2 separate regions of the Rattus norvegicus genome follow, and region 2 is linked to region 1. Evidence: chromatin contacts called from public Hi-C data. All regions are on one chromosome and are shown on one strand. Each heading gives the region's core, a stretch centred on a gene start, on an enhancer-like site or on the middle of the called end of the contact. The rest is flanking DNA. Distances are from core to core; before and after follow the strand shown. Region 1 holds the start of Ppp2r1b (protein phosphatase 2 scaffold subunit A beta). Region 2 holds the start of Sik2 (salt-inducible kinase 2).

Region 1 (4,269 bases), core at 515-3,014:
TTAAAATCAACAATGTTGATATTTTTGCAATTCAATATGACAAATGTGTCTGATACTTAAGCCAAGTCTCGCTTTGTGAGTCTGGGCTCGCCGGCTGAAGCTCACCTTCTTTAGGGTTGGGCACACTCATGCCTCGAGTTTCTTCATTTTCTCACCACGTTTAGAAACACTGAGACTATAATTGCTTGATGCCCTTTAGCTTTTATTTTGTGCACAAAAACATATTTTTTCATTTAACTGCCACCTCTGTTCACTTCTTACGAGCCCAGAACAATAAAAGCTGTGTTGAAACTCACGCAAATACAGGTGCTGAAATCGTGTGGCAAGGCTGATTCAGGTAGTTCTTGGGGGCCAGCTAGATGGCTCAGTGGATAAGGGTGTGTGTCACCAACTCTGACAACCAGAGTTCAGTCACTGGAACCCACTTGGTAAAAACCCGCTCTGCAAGCTGTCCTTTGACTACTTGTTCAGCGGCTCCTGTGTATATAACACACATACACATTTTTTGTAATTAAAAAATAGCCACCCCTGCGGTCCAGACCATGCCTTAAATGATTTTTAAAAGTTATCGAAATGAGCGCCTTTAAGCATTCATTCGTGTACAGAAGTTGAAAAACAAAACCAAACAAACCCAAAACTGAAGTCTGTTGGTTTTCAAGCTTTGAATATGAAAGACTAACTATCTCCCATCTTCTAGTAGGAGTCCCATGCTTTAAAAAGAAAATAAAAATCTTACCTAAGTTGCATTTATTAATGACAATTTCCTTAATGCACAAAATCGTGTCATCTGAGAACTTGGACAGAGCTTCCAATCTAAGTTGCTTATATCTAAGTTGAAAAGAGAGATAGTCACTTTGTGCTGTTCCTTAGGGTAAGTGGAAAATTTCCATTAAATTCTGTGTGAAAATGCTCAGACCACCTTCTCCTGGGGCCCTTTAAACTCCTGGAGGTTTAGGGAGGCCAGTTTCCATCCGCACTGAATTGGGGAGAATAAAACTGGGCCCAATTACGCTAGGTTGTTGTGTTTCTTGGTAAAGGAAAAAAAAAAAAAAAAAAAAAAAAAAGACAATACAACAGAAGGCGCCATTCCAGTACCACACTGAAAAAGAAACACGAAAACAAGAGAGCAGCATGTTTTGAACAGCTTGCGTGGAAAAAATATTGACTGGGGAGTTTGGACAGCACGGTTCATTTTCTCTCACCGCCCTCATTATTTGTCTTAAGGAGCAGGAGCCAGCCAGGATTCTGGCAAACAGACCAGAGGAAGATGTGTGTGTGTGTGTGTGTGTGTGTGTGTGGGCTTGTCGCCCAGGGGGAAATAAAGGCCGAGACCCAGCGGCTCAGGGCCAGCATTAAGTTGGGGGTGGCGGGGGAGGTGTTAAAGCTTCTTCCTCCTGGCCGGTCTTTGAGTTCTACTGAGGCTCAGCACCCATCATTAAGGCCCCTCTCCTTCAGAGCACAGCAAGCAGACGATGAATCCCTGCCCTTGTTTCTTTCGGCTGGGGAAAGGATGCAGGGGTTCCATTGGTTTTTTCAGCCCTCCCTTCTTCTGGAGTTCAGACCTTCAGTTCCAGCAATGGGGGTCAGGCCGGAGCCTCCACGCGCAGGGAAAAAACTTGACTCCATCGGTTCCTCAGAGCCGTCGGATTGGATTTAGCCCCGCCTGCTTGTGTGTGGGGCGTGGCCTGAGCGTGGGGCGTGGCCCGGGTGCTGGGCGTGGCCTGGGCGCGGGGCCTTCGGCGGCGACCAGCCAGAGGAGAAAGAACATGGCGGGCGCAGCAGGGCCAGGGACCGTTCCGGGGGCAGCGGGCGGAGATGGAGACGATTCACTCTACCCGATCGCGGTTTTAATCGACGAGCTCCGCAATGAGGACGTGCAGGTACTAGGCTGGGCTGGGGAGCCGAGGCGAGGGCGGAAGCGCACATGGTAGGGAAGCTGGAAGGCCGGCTCAGCCTTAGGGACGACCCCGGGGTGGGAGAGTCGTATTCAGCCTCGGGACCGAACGGGACCAAGGCGTGGGGCGGCGGGTCCGCGGTGGTCCCTCTCAGCTCCGGCTGCCCTCCCTCGACCCTCTGGGGCGGTGGCGTCCATCTGCTCCTGGCAGTGGGCGGGGAACCAGTTCGCGCCTCGGGTGAACGAGCGCTGACGAGTTGCGGGGCTGCCCGGAGCAGGGGAGCGGCCCGGGGCCAGGGTTCCCTTTGAAGTGCTGCGGAGTGTCTGTCGTCAGGCAAACTAGCTGGGCTGGTAGGGTGGAAAGAGCTCCGCAGCTGATTAACCCAGATGAGAGGTGCATCATCAGTTGTGATGGAACTTTTCCCTGAAAGGGAGGAGTTGTACTTAACCGTTTCACCTGCTTCTTTCCGTCCAGAGTTCTCTCTTTAAAGAATCTCTCACTGTCCGCGTGTTTTCATTCATTCATTTCTTCCCCGGCCCTTCAGTGTTCTCCCTAGGATAGCTTCTGGCTAATAACGTGTTAAACGGTCCTTGAGTTTTCCTAGGAATGAGATCTAAGTGAAAGTCTCATTCATCCATCCTTGTATACTGTGTCCCAGTCATCTCACCTATTTGCTTCTTTGACCTGAATTGCAATAATCGCTTTGCTTTGTTCTTCCTCCCACTTTATTTTTAAAGCTCCGTCTCAACAGTATTAAGAAGTTATCAACTATTGCTCTAGCACTCGGGGTAGAAAGGACTCGAACTGAACTGCTGCCTTTCCTTACAGGTATGTGTCCTTTGAAAGAAACACGCCCCATTTCCCTTTGGCGCTCTCTCTCTCTCTCTCTCTCTCTCTCTCTCTCTCTCTCCTCTCTCTCTCTCTCTATATATATATATATACATATATATATATATATTTATACATAGTTACCTGGAGTATTGATAAGTACTAGATTGAGCAGGTGTGCAATCCTTCTTCAAGGTGTACAGAAGTGCTACATACAGCTAGACATACTCAAACAAAAACCGTATAGTTAATGGGAAGGTAATTGATGTGAAATGTGAATTTCTTTTGAAATGATACTAGTGTTTTGCCTGCGTGTATGTCTGTGTGAAAGTGTCAGATCCCCTGGGACTGGAGTTAGAGACAGTTGTGAGCTGCCATGTGGTTGCTGGGCATTGAGCCCTGCTCCTCTGGAAGAGCAGCCAGTGGCCTTAACCAGCAAGCCATCTCTCCAGCCGCAGGACATGAATTTCTTAGTAATTCTGTGAGACATTCAGGAAGACTTCTGGTTTAGAGGGGGAAGACAATGCTTTTAGGATTCAAGTTGCAGCAGCCTTGTGAGTACCAGCTCAGTGGCACTTTCCCCCATGGGTAACCAACTGTCGTTCTTTTCAGATACAATTTATGATGAAGATGAGGTGCTGTTAGCTCTTGCCGAGCAGCTGGGGAATTTCACTGGTTTGGTGGGAGGCCCTGACTTTGCCCACTGTCTGCTGGTGAGTACTTGTCTCTGTTCTGCATGCCTTTGGGAACTTTGTAGGACCCGCAGTGCCTTTATTAGCTGGTGATAGACACATTGCAGCTTTTTATGCAGCTCTTATGGGCAGAGGATAATAATGTAGTTGAGTGAATAATGTAGGTGCTTTAGTAATGATGACACTCAGTTCTTATTCTATCAGCCGAATATAAGAACTCATTTCTATCTCTACAGACTTACCAGTTTAGCGATGCGGAGGGAAAGAACTTGATTTGGTTTCCCCCTTTTCTTTTGTTTGTATTTTTTGAGACAACCCTTGTTATGTAACCTTGGTTGACTTGGAAGTCTATTTAGACCAGGCTAGCTTTGAACTCGCAGAGAACCTCCTGCCTCTCTCTCCAGATTGCTAAGATTCAAGGTATGTACCATTATGCTGATGAACTGGGCTTTAAAGAATGACTAGAAACTGACCAGCTAGACAAGGCAGGACTGTCTGTTTAGGGGTTTAAGCATTGCGTATTCAATTCTGGCTCCCGTGGTTCCTAGCTCTACCTTGATGGTTCTGTAGAACTCCAGACATAGGTGGATAATAGGTAAGTGGAGACTTGTAGAAAGCAACAGATTTATATACAGGTTGTCATTTTCTCCTCAAAATATGCCTCTTGGAGTCATATCACTAGCTACCTAGCTATACAAGGCCAACCTAGAAGAGAGCTTCGACCTTAGTGATGCTATAGGCGTGTATGCTAGGCCAGTGCTCTCTCACTGAGCTGCAGCCTAGCAGGAGAAGGCCTCCTTAAATGCTCTTTTCCTCCCTCAAGGCTAGGCTATTAGTCTTGTAGGCTTTGCATC
Region 2 (4,269 bases), core at 749-3,248, 130 kb after region 1:
AGGTGTCTTCAATCACGAATGTTACTAATCTGACAGGCATAGGCAGTGTTGCTCCACAGTGCCCCCTAGCCGGCTTCCTAAAAAAAAATCAGTTTGAAAGGGACACCCATCAGAGTTGTCACCCTCCAGAGAAAGTGTAAATTGCCATCAGCTCCACCGAAGCAGCTCTCAGATCTCAGATACAACTTTAAACTCTGACAACAGCTGACTACTAAAGATTGCTAATGAGAAAAAAATTGTATGAACGGATTTGGTCTCCAACAATGTAACCAATGTGACTCTCTCTGTAATGTGCTATTTTTGGCAGTCATTGAAAAGTCATAAATACACCCATTTAAGATACTTCCTTTTAATTTAACATCGGAGTAAAGGTATAACATTTGGCCATAGCTCTTTACAAAACTGAAACAACTTTATTCATTAAAAAAAATGCTGGGATCAGATTAAGCTATGCAAAATTTTGGTAATGTCAATATGCTTATCATTACAGGCAATCTAGATTCGTAACACTGGTAAAATCGTAAAAGGAAAAATTTTGACCTTGGTACTGATGCCCTAAAGAAGAAAGATTTAGGTGGTATGTCGGGGATTTGTGAGGCTAAACAAAAATGAAGACGTGTTAGACATACCCTCCTTCTTTATGGAAATGGACATGAAGCAAAACTTTTAAGTACAACTGCTAAGAGAACAGTAAAGCTTTTAAATGCCCTTCACCTTACGTAAGTCATGGGAGGGGGGCGGCGGGGGGGGTTCTACATTCAAAGGTTAGAACGTTCTTAAGAACGTATTAGGGAAAAAAAACCCGAAAAGGATGAAAACGGAGGAGAGAAACTGGAAACCGGTGAAACTCCAGTAGAATCACAAGGCAGAATATAGTACGTCAAAACCACTATGTTGTAGTCTAAGAAATGGTAGTGTTGCGATCGTTTTTTCCAAGGTATTTAATTTGCACGTCTTAAAATAGAGACCCCGAGGAGAGCAGCTTGAGGCAATGGAAGGAAGAGGGTGGGCTAGGTAAGAACAGAGACTTGGGGAGAAAATATGTGCGGTGCCTTAGAATGTACCACGGAGGGGGGATGCTGGAAAGTCAATGTCAGGAAGCCAGTTGAGGGCTGAGTAGAGTCCATCTGATGTGGCTTAAGGAATGTGTGCTCCGAGCCAGCATGCACACCTGGTAAAGGGACAACCCCAGAGAACGGTGCAGGGCTGAGATGACCATTTTTAACAGCTCTATTGTCTGGTGTATTTGCTATAGCCACTGCAAGTGCTCAAGCCAGTCAAGGCACCGAATCAGAGACTCTGCGGGCCCAAAGCAGAGAAGATGGACAGCGGTCCGTCCGCACCGGTCCGGTCTGCGGCACCCCCTTCTCGCCGGACAGAGAAGGACACTAGGTCCGGGCCGCGCTCCGCGTCCGCCGAGCCCGGGAGCTGCTGGTCCCCTTCTCCGGCCGGCGACATTGGTCCCCGTGCGGCCCCGGAGCACCGAGACTTCCCTTCCCACCCCACCCCCAGCCAAAAGCCGGGAAGACGCGGAACTTGTGCTCGGGAGCCGAGGCCACAGACCAGGTTCCCGGGTGGGAGACTCGGGACGGAAGACTGTGTGGCTTCCCGGGGACACCCTACACACACTCGACCTGCACCCCGTGGTCCCCGCAGTGCCAGGCCCGCCGTTCCCTACCCGGGGCGCAACCACGCCACGCTCCCGCCGAACCCCGGGGCCGCACCTCCGTCTTGGTGATCCGGTGCCGCCCCAGCTTCACCACGGCGAAGTTGCCCTTGCCCAGCGTGCCCTCGATGTCGTAGAACCCCACCCGGACCGGCCCGCGCTGCAAGTGCCTCGGGCCATCCGCCATGACCATGCTTGGCCCCCGCTGCAGAACACGACGACGGGAGCGTGAACGAAGGGGCCGGCACGAAGCGGCGCGGAGCGGGCAGGAGGGCGTCGGGCGGCGCGCCTGGGCTCTGGGCGACGGCCGCGGCTCTCGCCCGGGCGCTGCTTCCCTCCCGCCCCACAGGGCCCAGCCAGGCGCGCGCCGGCGCTGACGTGCGCCGACGTCAGGGGGCCGGGGCAGGGGGCGGGGGCGGGCCTCCATCGGTCACCATGACTACCGCAGCGCCGCCGACGTCGGGGGCGGGAGGGAGGGGCGGCACGCGGGTCGGGCAGGCACGAGGCTTCCGGCCGCTGCAAGGCCTGACAGGGCTGAGGAGGGCGTCGCGGCCGGGGGCGGGGTCGCCGTCTGTCCGCTCCGCCCTGCTCCTCTTGTCTTCCAGCAGAAGCGCAAGAGCGAGCCCTGGTGGGCCGCGCCGAGGATGCACTGGGAGCGTCTCCTGTAGGGTCACCCGGCATTCTCCGCCCGGGCAGCCCTTCCCGCCAAAACCTCTCCCTCAGCGGACTGCAGCGCTAAATTTGGAGCCCGAAGAGCACCGTGGCTGAGCAACGCACTGCTCACAGCCTCTTTTCTTTGTGTTCTTTTTAGCTCCCTTCTCGGTACTATATACGTCTTTCCACTTTTTGACATCTCTGAGGATTTCTATTCACAGCAGTCAGTCACTTGCAAAAAAAGGAAAAAAAAAATGCCAGCGCTGAAGAGATGATTAAGTCCGGAATTCGGAACTCCTAAGAGGCTTTGAAGCCTGGAACTTCTGCATCATAGGCAGAGTTTTGCTTAGTTGAGCCTGTCTCTGGGGAGAGGTGACCCTGTATTATCCTAAAAGGCTTTGGGAACTTGTAAACGGTTAAAAGGTACCTAATCCGATTTGTTTCCAGATGATGGAGCAGGCTGCTAGAACGAAGGGAGTTGCCAACGTCGCACAGGTAATGCTAGAATTCTAATTATAACCCATCACACTGGTCTTCCGTATGGTGGACCTAAGTAAACAGCAACATTTTAATATCTTGAAATATATTATGTGTGTCCAGACCTTGGTTCCTGGGTACCCATTGTCCATTAAAAGAAACTCAATTCATTGGAAGTAATGACTGAGTCCAAGGCAGACAGGGCAATTCTAAGATGATCTAAGATCTTATCTGAGTAAACAAGGGGATCTTTTGTATACGACAGGAAGGATATGTCAAAAGAGAAGACAGTTTGAAGGGACCCACCACTGACAAATCTGAGCCAATCTAAATATCAAAAAGAACAATTTTAGAAATACACTATAACATATTACTTTTACATTTCATTTTGTGTAGAAGTCAGAGGACAGGGTGTGTGAGTTGGTTCTAGCCTTCCACTGTGGCCCTAGGGATAGTCACTGTAGGTAACTTGATCCAATGTGCCATCTCTTAGGCACTACATTGCTTTTTTGTGTTGTCATTTTGTTTTGTTTTGTTTTGTTTTTTAAACAGCGTCTCACTATGTAGCCTTAGGTAACCTGTAACTTGCCACATAGGCCAGGCTGGCTCATACCTAACAGAGATGTCTCCCGAGTGCTGAGATTAAAAGCAGGTATCACCATTCCCAACCCACATTAAAAACTTAAAAGGAGCCCATACCTCATATTTTCACTTTAACTTTTTAAAGACAGGCTCTCAGAAATATGATATATGTGATAAGCCCTACTAAATCTCTATTCCCACCCACCCCCTCCTCTAACTGAGGAAACTCAAAACTCAGAACTGTACACATGCTAGGCAAGTATTGTAGCACTGAGCTATGTTCCCGGGAGGGATAAATGAGAGGAGGACGCAAGTAGAAATTATCAAATCACCATTTTGTGGTTGTTATAGTAATAATTGGTTCAGAAAAGAATTATCGATAGGTGTTAAAGTCAGTGGGTGAAATTTGACTGGGGAATGGGGTATTTATACAGTCTCAAAATACCTTTGGATTTTGAAAAATATCATTGGGAAGGGTTACCAGAGGCTAACAAATTCCAGTGAAGAAGTCTGACAGGCGCTTTCCTGATGAAATGATCCAAGTTACTCGTTGGACTAAAGTAACACACAAGGTCATCTGATCCGAGGTACCCAGGAGACAGCTCTGAAGTGTACATATTCTGTAAAAAGTAAAAGTACATATTCTGGGAAAAGTTTTCAATTAGCAATAATCGTGCCTTGGATAAACCTCATTGGCTATGATACTGCCACTGTGCAATCTGTCACAAAGGAACAAACCAGAAACATGTAAACTGCGCAAACCTACCCCCTAATTATTCTGCACACTTAAAGATGCCATTGTCCTGAAAGAAAGGCTGGGGAAGAATTTTAGATTTACGGTCTTAAGAGACATGCCACTACAGGTGCTAGAAAAACATGGTACCAAGGAA

The links. Hi-C and Micro-C count contacts between places; a contact is called where the count stands out from the background.
Region 2: a Hi-C map of hepatocytes shows a contact between it and region 1, with 2.5 times the contacts expected there. The contact joins the promoter of Sik2 here to the promoter of Ppp2r1b in region 1. A contact is called at or near these places in 11 of 12 Hi-C or Micro-C datasets (the A7r5 cell line, the Rat2 cell line, frontal cortex and 6 more) and 1 of 1 datasets of contacts at active chromatin or transcription factors (oligodendrocytes).

What each region holds. Positions count from the first base shown.
Region 1 is chr8:60,090,795-60,095,063 of GRCr8, forward strand. It overlaps Ppp2r1b (protein phosphatase 2 scaffold subunit A beta), which reads left to right and starts at 1,765. Exons shown (of 15, transcript NM_001025418.1): 1 at 1,765-1,880; 2 at 2,633-2,723; 3 at 3,336-3,436. The coding sequence starts at 1,767. It overlaps LOC134480165 (a long non-coding RNA gene), which reads right to left and starts at 1,754. Exons shown (of 4, transcript XR_010054379.1): 1 at 1,563-1,754; 2 at 737-828; 3 at 297-477.
Region 2 is chr8:60,219,652-60,223,920 of GRCr8, forward strand. Sik2 (salt-inducible kinase 2) reads right to left here and starts at 1,999. Exons shown (of 16, transcript NM_001427328.1): 1 at 1,725-1,999. The coding sequence starts at 1,859. It overlaps LOC120094336 (a long non-coding RNA gene), which reads left to right and starts at 2,108. Exons shown (of 3, transcript XR_005488650.2): 1 at 2,108-2,815. It also overlaps the pseudogene LOC120094545.